Regions from separate parts of the Zea mays genome. Here region 2 is linked to region 1. A link is a contact called in public Hi-C data. All regions are on one chromosome and are shown on one strand. Each heading gives the region's core, a stretch centred on a gene start, on an enhancer-like site or on the middle of the called end of the contact. The rest is flanking DNA. Distances are from core to core; before and after follow the strand shown.

Region 1 (5,592 bases), core at 1,647-4,146:
CATACGGACGGCATCTATATACGACATGATACGTCGATACATATATGCACGTCTCCCAGTCCCACTGGTCCCGGTACGTACGTACGCACGCCACCTAGAGACAACCGCTCTTTCTCTTCGTGGACGTTCGAAGGAAGGACAGTGCTGCGACTCCGCGCGCCTACTATGAACCGCTAATAATATAAAAGGTTGTTTGGTTAGAACTTAGTAGAGGATCCAAAGAAATTGGGATAAATTATTCTAATTTTTTACTTTGATATCGTTCGAACCAAATAAGTTCTAGTAACACATGATGTCGACTCGTATAAAATGTGATATATTATTGTCTTGAACGTATGTCCCTCGATAATGCCTTTAGTATGCAGGGTATATTTTTTCCCACAGAATTTGTTATGTCAAATTCAGTCTAGTTTGTTATCGCTATTGTAAATTTAGTCCACTTTACTTTTGTACTGCAATGATTGGTAGGTATGGTTTTACCTGTTATGTCCGTAAGGTACAATTTCCTTTCTGAATTTATTCTGTTTCAGTATGTATGGTTTTTATGTTTATTACTCCCTCCGTTTCTTTTTATTAGTCGCTTGATAGTGTAAAATTGCACTATCCCGCGACTAATAAAAAGAAACGGAGGGAGTACTATGTATGTTTTTTCGTCTTTTGCTGTGGTCAATATGGTTTTTCACAGTGTATAAATTTCTTCAGTCTAGCTTGTGCTACTATATATGATCCATAGGTATGGTTTTTGTTTTCTGCTATATATGATCAGTATGGCGCTTATGCTATGGTCGACATACTTGTGCTATGATCAGTATGATGCTATGATGCCTTACTTTGTTACGAGTAGCAACATTTCACATATGCATGTAAATATTGTCACCCATCTACAACAGTATTTCAAGCTAAATTCCAATCTATTTTGCACGGTCATGTACACTGCCTGCTGGCGCGCGTTAGGAGCGCAAGTTTTCACGTATTTAAAAATCTGAATTTACTTGATTGGACCGGACCACATCTGTCATCAGCGTGATTCGTGGAGTGCACGCACGGGGCACGGCCACCCTCGATCCTGCAAAAAGTGCGTACTCTTTTCTCATCCAAACTGGTGATACATACAACAGAGAATTCTGACCCACACCACACACACAGACACAGAACACACAAATCGAAACCGCGACAATGTACACACGCAGAGGCAAAAGACTTGAAAGTTGACGACATTCACCAGAGAAATGCCACGGCTAGAGCAGTCCCAAAAACCTCTTGCTCTAGGGCACAGACTTGCATACTGTCACACGCCAACTCCTGCACCCATCCGCTCGCTGCGTACAGGCACGTACTGTACATACGCCATCGTGTCGTCCCCAAGACAACCGGCATGTGTACGTATGTATGTACGTACGCGTACGCAGACGAACGCATGCAGAACGCGGCCACGTACGTCTAGTCTACTACTCTGGTGACTACTCTGAGTGGGTCTGGAAATGAGATCGAGCAAACAGCAAAGCTACTCGAACAGGCAGCAGGGCGCCTCGGCGAACACGTCGACATGCGGGAGCACCGAGAACGCGTCGAGCCGGCCTTGCAGCAGCCCGAACTCCTCCATCGCCGCCAGGTCCAGGAACGACTGGTAGTCGTCGCTCGCCGCCGCCTCGGTCCCGTAGGTCGACGCGGCCGAGGAATCGTCGTCGCCGAGCTCAGCAGGTAGCGCCGCCGGCACACCACTCGACGCCGGACCATGCCCCTTCACTGCGGTGCCGCGGAAAGAATCCCCGACCTCGGAGTTCCAGAGGCGCAGGAAGATGTCGGGCGCCGCGTGCTCGGGCGCGACGGTGGACGAGGAGGAAGAGGCGGTGGCGGAGGTGACGATCGTCGTGGCCGAGGTCGACGAGAGCAGGGAGAGGCGCGCCTCGGCCTCGAGGCGGGCGGTCTCCCACTGGGCCATGTGGCGAGCGACGGGACAGGACGCGGCGGCCGCCTTGGCGAGCTGCGCGCCAGCGCCCTCGCCGGCGACGGCGACGGCGAGCGCCTCCTGTCGGAGCTGCTGCTTCATGTGCGTGTTCCAGTAGTTCTTGATCTCGTTGTCCGTCCGGCCCGGCAGCTGTGCCGCGATCGTGGACCACCTGATCGACACCACAACGTTCCAGCACGTACTGACGGTGACGGCGCGTGAGGAGAGAGAGAGTACGGAGTTTAGGCTCGAGACTTTTACCTGTTGCCGATGATGGCGTGGAGCTGGAGGATAGAGTTGTGCTCCTCGGGGGTGAAGTGCCCGCGCTTGATGTCCGGGCGCAGGTAGTTGGTCCACCGCAGCCGGCAGCTCTTGCCGCACCGGTTCAGCCCTGCATGCATGCGCGCGCGGCACATCACATCGCATTTTACACCACGAGTCGCTCAAGAAATGACGAGCACGAGGCGAACAACTAGGTCACGCATGCAGCACCAGGCGGCCCGGGCTGGGCTCGACCGAGGAACAGAGCACGTACGTACGTACCCGCGAGCTTGGGGAGCATGCGCCAATTTCCGGCACCGTTGGCCTGGACGTAGTCGACGAGCAGCTTGTCCTCCTCCAGCGCCCACTGTCCCTTCTTGATCCCATTGCTGTGGCAGCACGGAGTTCTCCCCATGGCGGTCGGTCGCTCTCCGTCTCTCCTCGGGCGGCGACAGGAACGAGAAGCGAGGGGGAGGAGCCGAGACGGATTTTTATAGGCCGAGGGGGATCCCGGTGGCCATAATAAATGCTCCGGATTTTTCACCTGCTGGCTGGGCTGCTGCTCCGACGTCGACGAGAGCAAGGGGAAGGGAAGGGCAGCGTGGCTGGCTTCAATTATTACGGGCGATCGACGGGCAGCCGGGACCAGGGCCATGCATTTATTAGGGGCGAGGTGCTTTCTTGCATGGGATCGCCGGGCGGGGCGAGTGGGCTTGAATGCGGTGGTAGGGGACGACCGGTTGTCTGTCTGGTGCTGCATTGCGCGCCGGACAACTGCCCTTCCTGGTGCCTAGGAAGTCGGAGTAATCAGCACGTACTAGTTAAATTTTAGTACTGCTGCCTCTTCTGTCAGAAAAGAAAACAATATACTTTTGTCAGATCGTTTAAATTTGACTAAGTTTATATAAGAATTAAAATGTATGGCATTGCTAGATTCATTGCAAGAAATAAAATTTTAGCACAGCTACGACGCGGTTGACGGTAGAACAGAAAGCCCAGGGAAAAGAAAGCGGCCGGCTCTACGTTCGTAACGGTAACGTATGGTTCCGCGGTGGCCTATTTGTTTCGTTTATTGTAGATTGATCCAAAGGCCACAGCAGCAGCTAGCTGCAAGCCAGCTACGCACAGGGTCAGGGTCAGAGATGGGCGGGACTGCACTGCAGCTAGCTGAAGCGAGGAAGGGGCCGGGGAGAGGAGGAAAGGCCGGCCGATCCGCCGATGGGACCGAGACGTGGAGCGGAGGTAGCCGCCATAAATGAGGTGGTGCCACTGCCACTGCCACACGGGGGTGTGGCTCGGACTTTGGGGCGGCAGGCGGTGGCGGAAGCGGAGTGCCGGGCAGCCCGGCAGAGTGCGTCGCAGCGGAGGCGGCCTGCGCGTTTTACTCTGGCTGAGCTGGGCTGGCACGGCCGCCGCGGCAGGTGACGTGCCGTGCGCCGTGCCGCCGTGGCAGTGGTGGCAGCACGGCAGGAGGACGGTGATTTAACGGGACAGGGAGTCGTGGCCGCCTGACCGGGGTCGGTGCTGTCAAAGCCAGCCTGATGGACATGGACTGACGGGGACCTTCCGCGTCTTTTGTCTTGTCTGCTGACCGGTGCCAACTGCCGCTCCGTTTCGTCATCGCCATCCATGTGAGGGGCCGACGCGTGTGCTTGGCTTACGGCAACGCAGACGCATGGCAAAGCTACGACCAGCTGATGGAAGGAAGGATCGTGTTTGATCTCTTCGCTTGATGGTATGTCCAGTGGCAGATCTAGTATTTTTATATAAGCAGTGCCACAATAAATTTTTCACGTACATATTTACATCCACATAAGAAATGATTCTGCAGCACTAACTTCAACTTCATAACACCAATTCTCCCTTTAAATTCTAACTGCCAACTGAGGAACGTGTGCTACAGACACTTGCGGATAATTTTTAACTTTAACAAATGCATTTTTATCCAATCTTCGAAATTTCACAACCAGTCACTAATTAACTTCACACCACTTTTGCTACAATTGCAGCACCAGTTGTCTCATCACGCTTCATCTTCACGCATCTAACCGCACAGAGACGACAATGATACATTAGCATAGGAGGCATGAGTTACGGAGTGTTCATCTGGAAGATTGATGTCGCTCTGACTACTGGGCAGGACGTGATTATAGAGTGTTGTGCTGGACGGGAGAGATAAGCAGAGGCCAAGGTGCTCTGACTGCTGGGCGAGGCACCGTGCGCATCGCGCGTCTCAGAGGCTCCCCGACTGGGAACGGTGTTGCACGTCTCTGCGGCTGGCCAGGGCGGGGTCGCCTGGGAACGACGTCCCGACTCGCGAGTCACGGCGTCAGCGCGTCTTAGCGACGACCGGCGGGCCAAGGCCAAGGCCAAGGCGGCAAGCCGCGTCTCGTCTCAGTCTCTCGACCTCTCGTCAACGCGTCCACCGTCTCGGCAGCGGCGACACTAGGGCCAGGGGCGTGCACGCGGCGTCCTAGTCGGCTCGTGCTTGTTGACGGCGAAATCGGCAGATGCGTATGCGTCGTCTCGGACTCTAGGCCTGGGCATTGCTCCCTCGGTTCCTGGAATGGAGGAAGACGAAGGATCGCAACATCGCGCATGGAACGACACAGATGAACGGAATAGGGCGGTTATCCGATGGGCTTGGCTTAGAGTGTGCCATGGCCCACCTAGCCCCCTATGGGTCCGTCCCTGGGCCTAAGTACTCCGAAGTAGGAATGGCAATGGGTACTCGCAATCTATATCCGATGGATATTTACTCTATTAAAATTACTTTAGGAATTCCATTTTTCCAAGAGATTTATATTTTTTTAAGAGAAAATAAACTATTTTTTTTAGAAAAATAGAAATCCCTTAGAAAAATGTGGTTCCTAAACTAGCCCTTAGTTTAAATATCTGTGTCTATGCTCATATATCAAGATATTAGTTTAAGACAATATATTGAACATCTTATCACTAAAACAGAATACAAATGGCCCAAGGACATATGTCTCTTTTACCAACATAATTCAAACATAAATGGTTTGTTGCTTCCAACGAAAGTAGGAGTTCCAGTGTCAAGGAGCGAAGAGGTGTGATCTGAAACACCTTTATCCAACGCTTGAGCCGAGATCAGAGGGTATTTAAATTCCCATTCGGTCGACAAGAGAACTCTATCTATCTTTTCATAGGTTGATTTAGGAAGGGAATTTGCCTAGATGTATTGTCTTTTCGTTAAATTTATTTCTCTTAAATCCAAGTTATCAATCACAGCATTGAAAAGAAACGACCAACGATCATTATCATTAAACCCGTCATTTTTTCTTCTTGTTGTTTCTCAAGATATTAGAATCCCCACCAATGAGAGTTATTAGAGAACTATGTCGACATGCCCGTACAAGCTC
Region 2 (5,592 bases), core at 974-3,473, 120 kb after region 1:
TACCCTTAATATTTAAGTAGCTCCTGCTCCAATTTCTCGAGCTAGAGATGACCAACTAAAAACAGGGCTAGACATCTACCTAATATATTAAGCCCTTAACGAGGTCCATGGACTCTGTGACGTACCCATATACAAGCACTAAAACCATATATTCAGGACTGCTAAAACCTTTCCTGATATTCTAAGGATACGCTAGTTTGCTTCTGTTGAATGAGACTTGCTGCAAAAAGTGACGAGAAAAAAGGTTTCAGAGGACATGGCTCAGCCAGTCTAACCATATCTTATCTAGGGAAATTGAGATGTAGATACAATCTGGCAACTTACAGAACTGTCGGTGGCTCCTTTCCGGACCTCGTTCTCATGTATGCGAACGGTACGTCCCAATTTCGGTGTTCAATGAGGATAGATTTTATTATTATTTTTCAGACCTGATATAGACAAATGTTCCGCTTTGGAAGGAAATGTTGCTGTCTCGTTGCGGCTATAGTGTTAACGTGCGTCCAGAGAATAATATAGTGCAGGTTTTTAATAGATGTCATCTCTTCTCTGAGACCGCCGGTAGTTAGTCATTGATAAACACACGCCCAAGTCAAGAAAACAGGGCGAAGAGAGGAACGACAGTTCCAGCCTTTAATTTGAATTTCATCCGTTGGATCGCCATTGAACTTCCGTTCTTATGGACTTTGTTCCGATCCGTCGTTAACTATAGATTCGACACTGATGAGCCGGTCCAGTAGGAGTATTAAACTGGTGTCACACTGGCGTAGCAGTTTATTTCCCTTGTTATCCTATTTTATTTCCAACTGACTGCATGCTCGGTGTGCTCGGACGAATCTCACAGCTACTGACTGGTTCGTGAGATTTCAGGATACCGCACAACTGATCATGCAGCTAGCTATGACCTGCTCAAAAGCCTACTACCAGGAGCACTTGTTGTAACCTCGGGATGAAAAAATAAAAATAAAAGACTGAATAGGCTTGAATAACAGCTTTTGAACAACACGCACTTGTTGTATATAACCTCGGGATGAATTAAATTGCTATACCTGCTACTGCGCATTGCGTGTGTGTATATATAGAGCGTTCCTTCACTAGTACTTTTAATCCCACTGTTAGGCGCGAGCCAGCCTCGTCAACGCTGACTTGCGATCTTACGAGTTCAGAGCTAACTGCTCGGAAGTCGTCCGAACTCCGCTACAGGCTGCAGCTAGTCGTTCTGGAACTAGCTGATGCGTCGGCCGCTACCTGTGATTTTTTTTTTCTCACCTCAACCAGTGCAGCGATTGCTTTTGCTACCGGCAGTGGGGTCACGATCCTCTGACGGTTTAAAAAAAAAAAGCGAAACCGAGATGAGGGAATAATATTGCCATTTGCTGCCAACGCCAGCACAGAGAAAGAGCACGCACGCGCATCATCGGTAGCTCCTCAATTCCTCGTCTGAACGAACCTGGGCTAGGCAGCTGCCAGCTAGCTGCAGTAGTTAGTTTGCTTACTGGTCGTCATCACATCAGCTAGCGCCTATAGCCCTAGCAGCAGCAGCTCATGGAGTTGTTGGCGCCGGAGCGAGATCAGCGAGGCCATTAACAACTGAGCAAGCGCGCGCCTTCGCACGAGCTAGCTTTAACTGGCTGCATACCAGTGCATGACGCAGACGCTTGCGCCATGCATGGCCTAGCTACTATGGCTTAGGAGAGCAAAAGAATTCTCGTAATTAGCCAGGCCAGCCGCCAGTCGAGAAGAATGCTGCACAACTGGCTGGCCTTAGCAGTAGTTAATACCAGTAGCAGCTAGGGCAACTGGGCAAGCTAGCATCGTCTTCTCGGTCCTGCACCACACAATTATTGACAAGTTGTTCGATCCGTGGAAAAAAAATTAAACACTGAACCAAAACAGGCCGGGTGCAGGCTGCGGCAGGATTATTATGGTTATCTGATGCACAGACAGTGGCAGCTAATAAAACAGGGGGTGCAGGCTGCGGAACTGGTATATTTTAGGCGCTAATAGTCTGTGTCAACGATCAAGGAGCAGGATCGATTGCTGTCAATGTCATCCTTTTCCCGGCCTGAGTTGCGTGCGCGACATCTTTATTCCTGACGGACACGAACTATTAACGACGGAAGGTTCGCCAAAGCTAGTAGGCCGCCCCAGTTCCTGTTCGCACAGCAGGGAACAGAGACATGCTGGATGGATCGGCCGTGTGGAGAAAGGGACAGGGACGACGACGGTGGAAAATGTTACTGGGTTTAATCTACGTGCATGCATGCCGAAACGCATCGATCAGCACGCATATATGCTGGCAAGCGGCGGTGGAGACACCATCGTACGTCAGCTCTCCAAAGAAAAACAACCGGCCTCACTACTTCTCTAGGTCACTTCAGGGAAAGCGCGGGAGTTTTCTACTCTTTGGGCTGTTTGGGAGCCACAAAACCGAATGAGATTAAAGGGCCAGAATCTATTTTCAATAATAAGGAGATTCTAACCTCTAACCCTTTCGATTTTGTGGCTTTCAAACTAGCCCTTTAAGACTAGGATTACGTGTGTCAATGCGTCATGTGTATCGGGAGTTTTGCGACTACATGCAGGCCAGAAAGCAAGCGCTAGATGTTCATGGCCACCTACAGGCAATATCCAGACATGAACCGGTCGTGTTTGAATCCCGCGGGCTTGGGTTAGCCTCTTGTAATTACTGTCATATCCTTGCGATCGCCTCCCTATAGAAAATCAGAGGCGCGGAAGATTGGGGTGAAGCAGCTCACCTTTGCCGTGGCTGTCTGCGTGTTACTTATAGCGACAAAGCGCGCTTCAGATTTACATTAACGTAACAAACCATGAGATATCTTCGGTCCAAGATAAGGGCTAACAAATAAACCAATCTAATCTATTCCTTGGCCGACTCTACTGGTTTGTTCCGAGTTACAAGGGGATAAGCATACAAGGAAGATAAACATGAATCATAGAATCTATCTAACATCCCCTCTCAATTACAACCGTATGAGGTTGAGATTGTGTTTGAAGTTTTCTAACTGTCTTGCGGGAAGAGGTTTGGTAAAACCATCTGCAATTTGATCCTTTGAAGAAATAAAGTCAATCTCCAATAATTTCTGCGTAACACGTTCTCTTACAAAATGATAATCAACTTCAATATGTTTTGTTCGAGCATGGAACACAGGATTTGCCGAGAGATACTTAGCTCCAATATTATCACACCAGAGTTTAGCTGCTCGTGGAGTTTGAACTCCTAACTCACGAAGAAGAGTTTGGATCCACATAATCTCAGCTGTAGTATTAGCTACTGCTTTGTACTCAGCTTCAGTACTTGACCTTGACACTGTGGGCTGCTTACGTGCACTCCATGAAATCAGATTAGATCCTAGGAACACAGCAAATCCTCCGGTGGATCTTCTATCATCAAGACATCCTGCCCAATCTGCATCTGAGAAACCAGTGATTAAAGAGGAACTAGATCTTTCAATCTTGAGTCCAGTCTTCACTGATTGTTTCAAATATCTAAGAATCCTTTTTACAGCCATCCAGTGATCTGTCGTTGGGCAGTGCAAGAACTGGCAAACTTTGTTAACAGGAAAGGCAATATCTGGTCTTGTAAGTGTTAAGTACTGAAGAGCACCCACAATACTTCGATACTGAGTTGAATCATTTTGACCCAGAGGAGTCCCTTTAGATGCCGAGAGCTTCTCACTAACTACTAAAGGTGTTGACACGGCTTTACAATTGTTCATGCCGACTTTCTTTAGTAAGTCAGATGCATATTTTTCTTGTGTCAGGATAATACCATTGTGAACATGGTTTACCTCAATTCCCAAGAAATAATTTAGCCTGCCTAGGTCCTTGAGGGCAAATTCTTGACCGAGTTGCCGCAGCAGTGATGCCATGGCATCGTGTGTTGAGCTGGCTACTATTATGTCATCCACATATATTAGAACAAATATATTCACATTTTCCTCATTGAAGTAAAATAACGATGTATCTGCCTTTGAGGAATTAAACCCTAGACTTTGTAATTTAGAGCTTAGACGGGAGTACCAAGCTCGTGGAGCTTGTTTCAAGCCGTATAATGCTTTATCCAACTTGCACACATAATGGGGTTTGGTTTTATCTTCATACCCTGGAGGTTGTTTCATGTAAACTTCCTCTTCCAAATATCCATGCAAGAAAGCATTTTGAACATCCAACTGTCTCAAACTCCACCCTCTGGAAATAGCTAGCGAGAGGACTATTCTGATGGTAGCTGGTTTGACAACTGGACTAAAGGTATCTTCATAATCTATGCCATATCGTTGTTTAAAACCTTTTGCAACAAGTCTGGCCTTGTATCTATCTAGGCTCCCATCTGCTTTTCTCTTGATTTTGTAAACCCACTTACAATCTATTATATTATTGCCTTTCTGAGGTGGAACTAAGTGCCATGTTTTGTTTTTGATCAAAGCATCAAATTCATTATCCATTGCATTCTTCCATTTTTTATCTTTTAGTGCATCTACCAGAGATCGTGGTTCACTAGCTGCAGTAAATAAACCATACCGAATTGTGCCATCATGATATACCTTAGGCTTCCTGATCCCTGCTTGCAGTCTGGTGGTAGGACGTGTCCCAGTCAATGCAGGAGCATGAGCTGTAGCGTCTGCAGCTTCTGTCGACGGAGCAATATCACCACTAGCTGCTGCTGTATCACCACTAGCTGCTGTTGTACTAGTTGATGTCGTGTCATTGTGATGCCCCCCATGCTCGACAGGTGAGGGTGAGCCAGGAGACGTGGCGTCATCGGCCGAGGGCATGGCAGCACCATGATCCCCATGGCGTGTCACCTCTTGAACCGAAGAGGAGTCTTGGATTGTTGAGTGCCACACGTCACCTATGGGAATAGGAGCATGCCCCACGTTATCCAATGGAACAGGTGCATGTACCGACCCAAGCTGATTATCCACCAAAAAATCCGGTTCTGGAGATAATAACGGCAGATCCTGTGGAGATTTATTTGCTGCAGGAAAAATGTTAGCGGCAGGATCATTAATTACCGATTCAACTATGTATTCATCCCCAGACTTTGATAATTTGGTGGGTACTAGAGGAATTTCAGCTCGAAGACGGGGGCCAGCATTTGTATGAAGTTTGACGAAGGGAAAAATTTCCTCATCGAATATGACATCGCGAGAAATATAGACTCGCCCAGTTGTGATATCAAGGCATTTAAAACCTTTATGGAGGCTGCTATACCCAAGAAAGACACATTCCTTGGAACGAAATTGAAGCTTGTGTTGATTATAGGGTCGGAGGTTGGGCCAGCAGGCACAACCAAAGATTCTAAGGGATGAATACTCGGGTTTGGTATGAAATAGGCGTTCTAGAGGTGTCTGGTAGGATATAACTTTGCTTGGTGTGCGATTGATGAGGAAGGTTGCAGCGAGAAATGCTTCATCCCAATATTTAAGTGGCATGGAGGCTTTGGCAAGGAGAGATAATCCTACTTCAACAATGTGACGATGTTTTCTTTCTGCGGATCCATTTTGTTGGTGAGTGTGAGGGCAGGAAACATGATGAGATATTCCTATTTTGGTGAAGAAGGGATGAAGTTTT

Evidence for each region. Hi-C and Micro-C count contacts between places; a contact is called where the count stands out from the background.
Region 2: a contact with region 1 is called in a Hi-C map of leaf mesophyll, with 2.9 times the contacts expected there. The contact joins the enhancer-like site here to the promoter of LOC542612 in region 1. A contact is called at or near these places in 11 of 25 Hi-C or Micro-C datasets (bundle sheath, ear, leaf and 4 more).

Annotation. Positions count from the first base shown.
Region 1 is chr2:24,440,713-24,446,304 of Zm-B73-REFERENCE-NAM-5.0, forward strand. LOC542612 (transcription factor MYB17) reads right to left here and starts at 2,897. Exons shown (of 3, transcript XM_008670875.3): 1 at 2,492-2,897; 2 at 2,210-2,339; 3 at 1,067-2,120. The coding sequence starts at 2,864. The coding sequence ends at 1,505.
Region 2 is chr2:24,564,343-24,569,934 of Zm-B73-REFERENCE-NAM-5.0, forward strand. No RefSeq gene overlaps it. Among protein-coding and RNA genes, the nearest start is that of LOC111591032, 4.0 kb to the right of the region's middle. Within about 2 kb of position 2,224, at least 9 of the 20 cell types and tissues checked have an H3K27ac peak or open chromatin away from gene starts, as enhancers often do. A contact at or near this core is called in leaf, leaf mesophyll and root tip, where this site is marked.